2 separate regions of the Mus musculus genome follow, and region 1 is linked to region 2. A link is a contact called in public HiChIP or PLAC-seq data. All regions are on one chromosome and are shown on one strand. Each heading gives the region's core, a stretch centred on a gene start, on an enhancer-like site or on the middle of the called end of the contact. The rest is flanking DNA. Distances are from core to core; before and after follow the strand shown.

Evidence for each region. HiChIP or PLAC-seq counts read pairs in DNA pulled down with a chosen protein or histone mark.
Region 1: a BATF HiChIP or PLAC-seq map of CD8 T cells shows a contact between it and region 2, with 5 read pairs. The contact joins the promoter of Fendrr here to the enhancer-like site in region 2. A contact is called at or near these places in 1 of 39 promoter capture datasets (liver), 1 of 15 datasets of contacts at CTCF or cohesin (CD8 T cells), 1 of 484 Hi-C or Micro-C datasets (nephron progenitors), 2 of 115 datasets of contacts at active chromatin or transcription factors (CD8 T cells and stem cell-derived neural progenitor cells) and 2 of 9 other capture datasets (adipose tissue and embryonic stem cells).

The regions. Positions count from the first base shown.
Region 1 is chr8:121,081,222-121,085,711 of GRCm38.p6, reverse strand. Fendrr (Foxf1 adjacent non-coding developmental regulatory RNA) reads left to right here and starts at 2,602. Exons shown (of 6, transcript NR_045471.2): 1 at 2,602-2,738. Foxf1 (forkhead box F1) reads right to left here and starts at 1,326. Exons shown (of 2, transcript NM_010426.2): 1 at 338-1,326. The coding sequence starts at 1,313.
Region 2 is chr8:121,000,812-121,004,804 of GRCm38.p6, reverse strand. No RefSeq gene overlaps it. Among named protein-coding and RNA genes, the nearest start is that of Gm33579, 21 kb to the left of the region's middle. Within about 2 kb of position 1,779, at least 11 of the 459 cell types and tissues checked have an H3K27ac peak or open chromatin away from gene starts, as enhancers often do. A contact at or near this core is called in CD8 T cells, where this site is marked.

The DNA of each region.
Region 1 (4,490 bases), core at 1,353-3,852, 80 kb before region 2:
GTATCAGAAAGGTGGGTTTGTTGGCCAGGGCTAGGCCGCTGGCTAGATACACAGGGCCTTTGCTAGAGGCGAAGGAACCCAGATGTTCCCTGGACTTAAGAGAGCCTGGGGTCTGAGTCTTTTTGGTGTGAATGGGGCCTACCTGGTCAGGCTAGGGGCAGCCAGAAAAGAGAAACAAGAAACGAAACTCGACCAGTCTAAACTGGGGACATCAAAACTCTCCTTAGAGAGAGAGAGCAGTTGGTACCCAAAGAATTGGGGCTAATGCTCTAGAAGCAAGATCGGTTCACAGTGGCTGTCATGGCTTGGGTCTGGGGTTGGAGCCCCCTGCACTCACCTTGCAGTTCTGCCGGCCCGTTGTGACTGTTTTGGTGAAGGTATGGCTGCTCCAGGGAGTGCGTGGAGATGCTGCCAGACAGGGGGTTGGCGGCTGGGTTGCAAGGGGACAGAGGCTGTTGCTTGATGTAGGAGGCCCCGCTGTTGAGAGCCGCGGAGGCCGCGGGCGGCCAGGCTGCTGCAGAGCTGGAGTAAACGGCGTGCGGCTCCATGACTCCGCCGGCGCCGGCCGGCAGCAGCGGTGAAGCGGGCACCGAGCTGTCGTGGTGCGGGTACTCCCCGGCCGCAGAGCCACCGCAGCCACCCATGTACGAGTGGCCGCCGTTGGAGGGCAGGTGTGGCACCGAGTGGCTGGGCAAAGCCATGCCGTCCACGTTGCCAGCCAAATGGCCATTCATCATGCCCAAGCCGCCCTCCAGCGCCAGGCTGTTGGGCGCGCACGAGAGGCCTCCGGAGCCCTGGAAGCCGTAGGTGTCGGGGAGGTGGTTGAAGCCCAGCCCGTTCACCATGCTGTACACAGGCTTGAGCGCCTGGCATTTCCTTCGGAAGCCGCGCGGCCGCCGGCGGAACGAGCCCTCCTCGAACATAAACTCGCTAGCCGGATCGATGGTCCAGTAGTGGCCCTTGCCGGGTCGCCCGAGGCCCTTGGGCAGTTTGATGAAGCACTCGTTGAGCGACAGGTTGTGGCGCACGGAGTTCTTCCAGCCCTGGTAGGCGCCGCGGAAGAAGGGGAAGCGCGCCTGAAGAAACTGGTAGATCTCGCTGAGGGTCAGGCGCTTGCTGGGCGAGCTCTGGATAGCCATGACGATGAGCGCGATGTACGAGTAGGGCGGCTTCTCCGGCCGCCGCACGCCGGCGTTGGTCTTCTTGGCCTTGGTGGGGCCCGCCGCCGCGGGGTCCATGGCCTGGCCGCCCGCGCCGCCGCCTCCTCCTGTGCCCCCGCCGTGCGGCGGCTGCTGCTTGTCGGGCGCGGACATCGGGTGGCTGCTGCCGCCGCCGCTGCCGCCGCTGCTCTGCGCTGCCGAGCCGGGAGGAGGAGGAGGAGCAGGAGGGGAGGGAGGGGAGGGGGCTGCGCGGGGCGGCTGCACCTCTGCCGTCACTGCGGCTCCCGAGCGCGCCTCCCCCGCAAGCCCGCCCTCCCCAGGCGCGCTATTCTCCTCCTCCTCCCTGCGGGAGGCCACGCGCATCAGGGGGCCCGGCACCGCCCCCCCCGCCTACTCCCCCCCCCCGCCGGTGCACGCCTTTGCGCCCCCGCAGCCTGCAGTGTCCGATCCCCCGTAGCTATTCAGTGGGCTCAAGCCCCCCAGGTCCCTCCCCACGCGTCCCCAGCCCCCCTCCACCCCCGCTCCCCGGACTGCGAAGCCTGCCCCGCCTCTGCCGACCTGGACCCGGTGTGCCGGTCCCCGCCTCCTAGGCCCGGATGACCGGGCTGGACACGCGCCCGGGACTCCGGTCTTCCCGGCGCGCTGGGCTGCGGCGGTGGCGGAGGCCTTGGGTCGTGACCAGCGCGGGCAGAGAGAGCGATTGGGTTCCCGGCCCCCGGGGCAGGACGGCGTAAGTTCCCGAGAGGGACCGCCTCCCCTCACTCCCCGCCCTGGGAAGCGCTGCGCCGGCGCCCGGCGCTCCTCGGACTCGCCCAACCGCGCTGCAGCCACTGCCCCAGCCGAGCGCGGGCGGGCGGAAAACGAAACCGCAGGCGGCTTAGCGGGCGCTTTGTCTCCAAGCGCTGCAAGCGGGACCCGGAGAGTGGCTTCAGGTCGTGCAGTGCCACGAACCGCACAGGTTCCCTAGCAGGCGGCTTCGTGCACTCATTCATGAAAGCGCGCACACGCGTGCATTAACACGCGCCCGGAGCGCACACACAACGATGCCCCCAAGCGAATCCTCTAATCACCAACTTAGACGCGCAGGCTTGCACCAGTGCGCTCCCCACTCACGTTCCCCAGGGTCCCCCGGGAAGCTGCCACTCTCAGATCTGAATTCACAGAGCAAAGTCTCCTCGGAGCCCCCTCCCCCCACGCTTAACTCTGAAATCCGCTTAGTTGGCCCCGCGGCCCCGTGTCCCCTTTTACAAGCGCAGGTTCTGATTTCCTGAGAGATGGCAAAGTCCGGGGCAGGAAGTTTACAAGGCTCAACGTAAACACGTTCCGGGGGATCCTTTAATAATAAGAGTAGAGAAGCCCGCGGGCGCGGGGGGAGTTGGCCTGATGCCCCTATGGGCTCGGCCTGCCGCCGCCGCGGGGCCTCCGACGCTGCGCGCCAGGCCGGGTTCCGGAAAGCGGGTGGCGCAGGCGGGGAGCGCGTCAGGGAGCGGCCCTGGCTGCGGGGTCGCGGCCTTGGAGAGATGATGCGGGGCGCAGGACGATTCACGATCCCAGGTGGACTTGCGCGCTCGAAACCAGGTGAGTGTGGGCCTTCCGCAGCCCAGACACGCGCGCGCGCGCGCGGGAAGCCCTAGTGGCAGGGCGGGTGACGAAGGGGACCTTTACAGGAGTTGGTGCGAGGGACCTTGGAGCTAGGCGGCTGCGCCCTGGCGCGAGTTGCAAGAAGAGATGTCTGCGGGTCTCCTTCAAAGCCCGCTGGCCTCAAGTTTCTTTGGATTCTCGGTTCCCCATCTTCTCCCCACCCCCACGCCTTCAGCTTTGGTGGTAGGCGCCTTGTCGTCTTCGAGGCGCCTGGCACATCTGTGCGAGGGTCTGGGGGCTTACTGACTTAGGTTGTTGCTCTGTAGCTGCCTCCTTTGGCAGAACCGGGTTCGCAGGAGGCGAGAGTCGCCATCCCGTTCCTTTCTCCAGGACAGACTTTAGAACTCTGTGGTCCAACTAAATTAAAAGGGAGGAAGAAGGGAGGTGGACGCTTATGTGTGGTTATGTGTTCGTGCACATAGACGCTCTAGCAAGCCGGCTTCTGCGCCACACAGTCGGCCTAGACAGCACCCCTCAGCACCATCCACAGACTGGCGTCTGCCTTCTCACGGGACTTAAGTACAGTTAAGGGGCCCCACCCTGGAAGGGCGCACCACATGTAGCCTGCACGCTGCTGGACTGTGCCTTCGCCCACACAGAGCCACAGGATCACAAGAATGGGCCTTGTAGGCCAGAGCGCACCCTTCCACCCCAGGCCACACATTCCCACACCCCCAAGTTTTCTTCTCCCCCCCTTTCTCCTTTCTTTTCCTCTCCATTATTTTCTTTTTATTTACGGTTTGTTTTTTTTTTTTTTCCTCTTACACTGGCAATTGCAGACCTGAGGACTCTGGGCTGTACCTCAGGGAGGGAAGTTCTCAGAAGGGCGCTACATAGCTGGCCTTTAGCGAGAAGTGAGCTGAGGAAGGCGCCCATTTTCCGAGCCGGCACAGGCTGTATTTTGCATGCTGCCCCAGTCCAGCCTTGCCTCTGACCTCAGATCAAGGGTGCCTCCAAATCGAGGGGACGTGAAGCTCTTTTCCAGTTAAAGGATGTGTGCCCATAGGTGACCTCCAGATCTGCCCCCCTTCCCGAACTCCCACAGACCGCTGTCAGAGGCTCTTTAGGGTATTTTGTAGAGAAATTTCCTTTTCAGGGGAGGAAACTGAAGTTTCATTTGCCCTTCAGTCTTCAGGCCTACCTCCTAAGGCTGCCTGTGAGGGGGAGGGTCAGGGGAGCCCAGTTGCCTGAGGCTCAGCCCGAATTCCCACTTTCCACTGAGGAGAGAGATGGAAGTGGGTACCCAAGAGGGTAGGAACCCTGAAAGCCTATAGCTTGGATGACCCTCTACAGTTATAAAGCAATGAGGGTTGGGGGGAGTTGCCTATGTGTCTCGAAACAGCTCGCAGACACTTTGAGATCTCTCTGAATCCCACATTTTTAAAGAGGAGAAACGGAGGTTCAGTCATAGGGCTCTATCAGTGGCTTCCCTTGCTGGACGAGTCTCCTGGCCCCATAAACTATCTCCAACCGATGCTTTTATAAAGTGTCAACTGAAACTGGGGCGGGAGGGGGTGGGAGGAAGCCAAGCTCTTGGTCATTTTGTGTAACTAGGATGAGACTGACTTCAGGAGCAGGGTCATCATGCCTCCCTCCTAAGAGGCCGCGGGGACCGCTTCCCCCCCCCCCCCCCATATTTCAGTGTAGGATCACTCACAAGTCTGGATGGTCCCAGCCTAGACCATTTTG
Region 2 (3,993 bases), core at 530-3,029:
AGTGCCTTAGGCTCATCTTTCATGACCTTGATTGGAATCTATTACAAAACACACCTAGCACCTCTGCTCATTTCCCCACTTCCGTCTGACCCACAAGCCCTGGTGCACTGATTTTTCTGTCTGCTGGGTTTGTCTCTGGGTCCATTTCTGCCCTTCCTTTGTGATCTCATGTCTTATTTTGCCACGTGACCCTTCTGACCCTGTGCCTTGTCATTTGGATTGATGTCAGGGGTTGTCGTTTTGCTTTCTGGGTGCTGGGTGCTTTTTAATTTCTCGATCTTCTTAGGGTTTGTAAAGAGTCAGTTAAACAGACTGGAAGCTGCCTGGCTTGTTCACTCACTTTTGATCTTTCAGATCACTGCCCTTCACTGCTGGATAGCTCCATGACTTTAAAATGACAGTTTCATGATTAAAATGTACATTAGGGGAGTTACTTGCCATTTATTTTGACCAGGAGCAACATTAAAAATATTTTTTTAAAAAACTTTATCTTTTTAATACTTACATTTTTATCATCAAAAGGTGACTGGTTTCGATAACTATTTAAGTATCTAGTATGGGCTAGAGAGTTGGTTTCTATGAACAAAGCGAGCAACTGGGTCATACTCTGGAGTCTATAGCAACTACGTTATTTTTGGATCAAGAAGTCAACCTACTACAGGTATCTCTGGAGCACCTGTAAGCTCCCTTATTTGAGAAAGATTTTCTTATGTCCAGGCAAGAGATCAAGCCTCAGCCAGCTGCCCACCCCCCACAGCCTCGACCACAGGCTTGATCCTAGGTAACTGTCTGCTGACCACAGCTAGCTCTGGGCATCTGCTGCTCACAGAGCATGTGCAGCCCCCCTCCACACCCCCCAGATGCTGACTTTGAGTGAGATCCTCTAAGGCAGGGGGAGATGACTTCTGACAGTCACTTCTGGACAGCTGTTTAGAGTCTAGAGAGTTTGTGTCTGCATTGAGCAAGGTGGCCGTCCTGGGTGGTCTCAGCAGGAGTGCACACAAGCAGGACCTAATCATGCCTCTTACCAGAGTCGCATGTGGGCCTCACAGGGACCATTTCCTTAGTTCTGAGCTAGCAGTTTCCCTTCCCTGGAGTTCATTTTCAAGATGTTCTGAGCCAGGTGACTACTTAGGGTCTTTGCAAAGAGACAAGCTCCAAGCTAGATAGATCTCCAAGCTGTGCTCACCATTTGAGGTCAGAGGCGGCTGTTTCCCTAGCTGGCTTCTCTCCACCTGCCAGCCGCCTTTCTGCAGGTGATCACAGGGGAGACAGAGACCCAGAGAACCTGGCCCCAGCCGCATGCTATGGCACTGTCATAAAGGCTCCGTTGGCAGAAGATGAGCATCAGATTCAGTTACCCCGAGCGCACAGCACACTCCCCAGTCAAAGGCATTGTCTTGGAGAAGCAGAGCCTCCTCCTCCAAGCTGACTCAATTAGGAGCCGCAAGGAGTGTCCATTTCTTGGAAACTAGACCCAGAGATGCAGGAAATCATCTTAGGCTGTGTCCCGGGCCCCACCTGCTCCTCCTGCAGTCCTGCCAGAGGCCCCCCACTTTGGTTGAAAGAGGTCACCCAAGAGAAGGACTGTCTGTGTCACCCTCTCCCCACGGAGGCCCAGCTTCAATGGCACTCGGGCCCCAAACCACAAGTTTATGAATCTCAGAAGTTTTGCTTGCTCGGGTCTGGCAGGGAGCTTGGCTGACATCATGGAGACATTTTTCTCTGTCAGGCAACAGAACGAGGCACAAAGCAGCCAGCTGCGAGGCCTCAGAGCCCAAGTCTCTAATTAAAACAGTGGGAAATGAGATAACTTCTCGAATTCATCACTGCCGCCGGGGGCTGTCAGAGTGAAGCCTTCGAGGGTTACCCCCCACCTTTTGTTTATACGTTAACAGGGTCGCTCAACTGGCTTTTGTGAGTGTGTGTGTGTGTAGGGGGGGTGGGTTTCTGTTTGTAGGTGTATACATGTGTGTACATGTGTGTATGTATGCATGTGTGTACACGTGTGTGCATGTGTATATGTATGCATGTATATATGCATGTGTGTACATGTGTGTGCATGCATGTGCATGTATGCATATGGATATATGTGCACATATGTATGCATGTGTGCATATGTATATGAATGTGTGCATGTGTGTGTATGCAGGTGTGTGTGTGTTCATGTGTTTTTAGTATACCCCTCTTATTTATCCTTTTTTGCTTTCTTTCTTGCTTTCTTTTTCATACCTGTCAATCAGACCACCATGGTCTCAAGGCAAAGCAGAGAAAGAGTTTAATAAAGCCACCTTGTGTTTGCCTCTGTTAAGAGAGAGAGAGATCACCTGTTCCAGGCAACTTCCCTTGCACGGTGTCGTCGGCTCCCCCTGCCCTCCTTTATCAATTCCATTTTACAAGAGGAAGCTGAGGCCAAGAGAGCCTGGCTAATGAGTTTTCCCAGTCAGGGATGAGCTGGGTTTGACCCGCCCAGCCAGATAGAGAGGCCTTCCCTTCACGTCTTAGTCGTCTGTCATCTCTGACCTCTGCAGAGGCACAAGGACCTCCAGAGCCCAGAGCCTGAGGTCACTGGCAATCCAGGGAGGGGTGGCGAGAACACCGGGCATCATGTGGGTGGGGCTCCACTCTCTCCTTCCACCTTGTGAATTCCATGGACGGAACTCAGGTCCTCAGGCCTGATGGCAACCCCTTTATCTGCTTGATGGCCCTCAGCGCTTCATCTTTAACATAAAAGGAGTGCATTTGGACTAGGAAAGCCACCTAGACAATACATCAATGCTGATAGAAAGAGCTGGTCACCCGGCCACCGCCGGGTTTTAGCTTTTAAATGCTTCTCTCGTTCGACCTCCTCAGACACTCACAAACCCAAACCACAGCGGCCATCCTGTTAGCGCTGAGGGCCTGGGCTCCCGCGTGATTAAGTCTCAGACTCCTGTTGGATGCCAGAAGCTTCAGACTTGCTTCAGTCCTCTTGAGGATACGCAGTGGATAACTGCAGGGCTTCCAGAGCCTCTGCTTGTTTCTGAAAATGCTGCTTGTATTCAGTGGCAGGAAGTAAAGACACACGTAGATGTGAGGCCGTGGTGGTGGTGGTGAGGGGGGAGAAGAAGTTTCAAGACCGATATGACTGAGATGCCCTGGCTTTCCCTTCCTCTCAGTCAAAGATCCTGGCTGCTGATGGGTGTCATGTCAGCATTAAGCATGTTTTGTTTAGAGATGTTCAGAGCTAAGGACAAGCTTTCTAAAGAGGGATGTTGAGAACAATGGCAGCAATCGTGGTGGTGGTGGTGATGATGGTGGTGATGGTGGTGATGGTGATAACTGTAATAACAGTAGTAATTGTGGTGGAGCCAAGTTGGTGATGATGGTGATAGCGATGTTTGCGATGCTGATGATGTCAATCATAGTAGTGATTATGATGGCCATTGTGAGGGTGATGATTACAGTGATGGTTGTGATGATGGTGATGATGATTATGGTAATAGCACCGGTGATGGCGATGATGGTAATGGAGATTTGAGGCCGGTGATTGTGGTGATGTTGATGCAGTAATGATAGTAATCATAGTGATGGTGATGATGATGATGATGCAGGTGATATTGGTGATGCTGATAGCCTTGGTGACACTGGTGGTGCTGATGGTGCTGTTGGTGGTAAAGATGGTGACAGTGATGGCGATTACTTAATGATCCTTTCTTCCTTGTTCTCCTTCCACGTTTTCCCCCATGTCTCTCCTGGCTCTTCCAGGTGTCTTGAAATCTTATATCTATGCCACCTCATTGCTGATGCCTGCCCCCTATATCCCCGTGGGCAGTCTCTGTCCCTAAGCAGCCACAGTGCTGTGTGGGCACTCCCTAGCTCTGGCAATTCCACACATTAACTAACTTGTCTGTCTCTTGTCTTCCCCAACTAAGGGCTGGAGCATCACCTGGCTCAATACCCAAGATACTGTGTGTCTCAGTTAGGGTTTTACTTCTGTGAACGGACACTGTG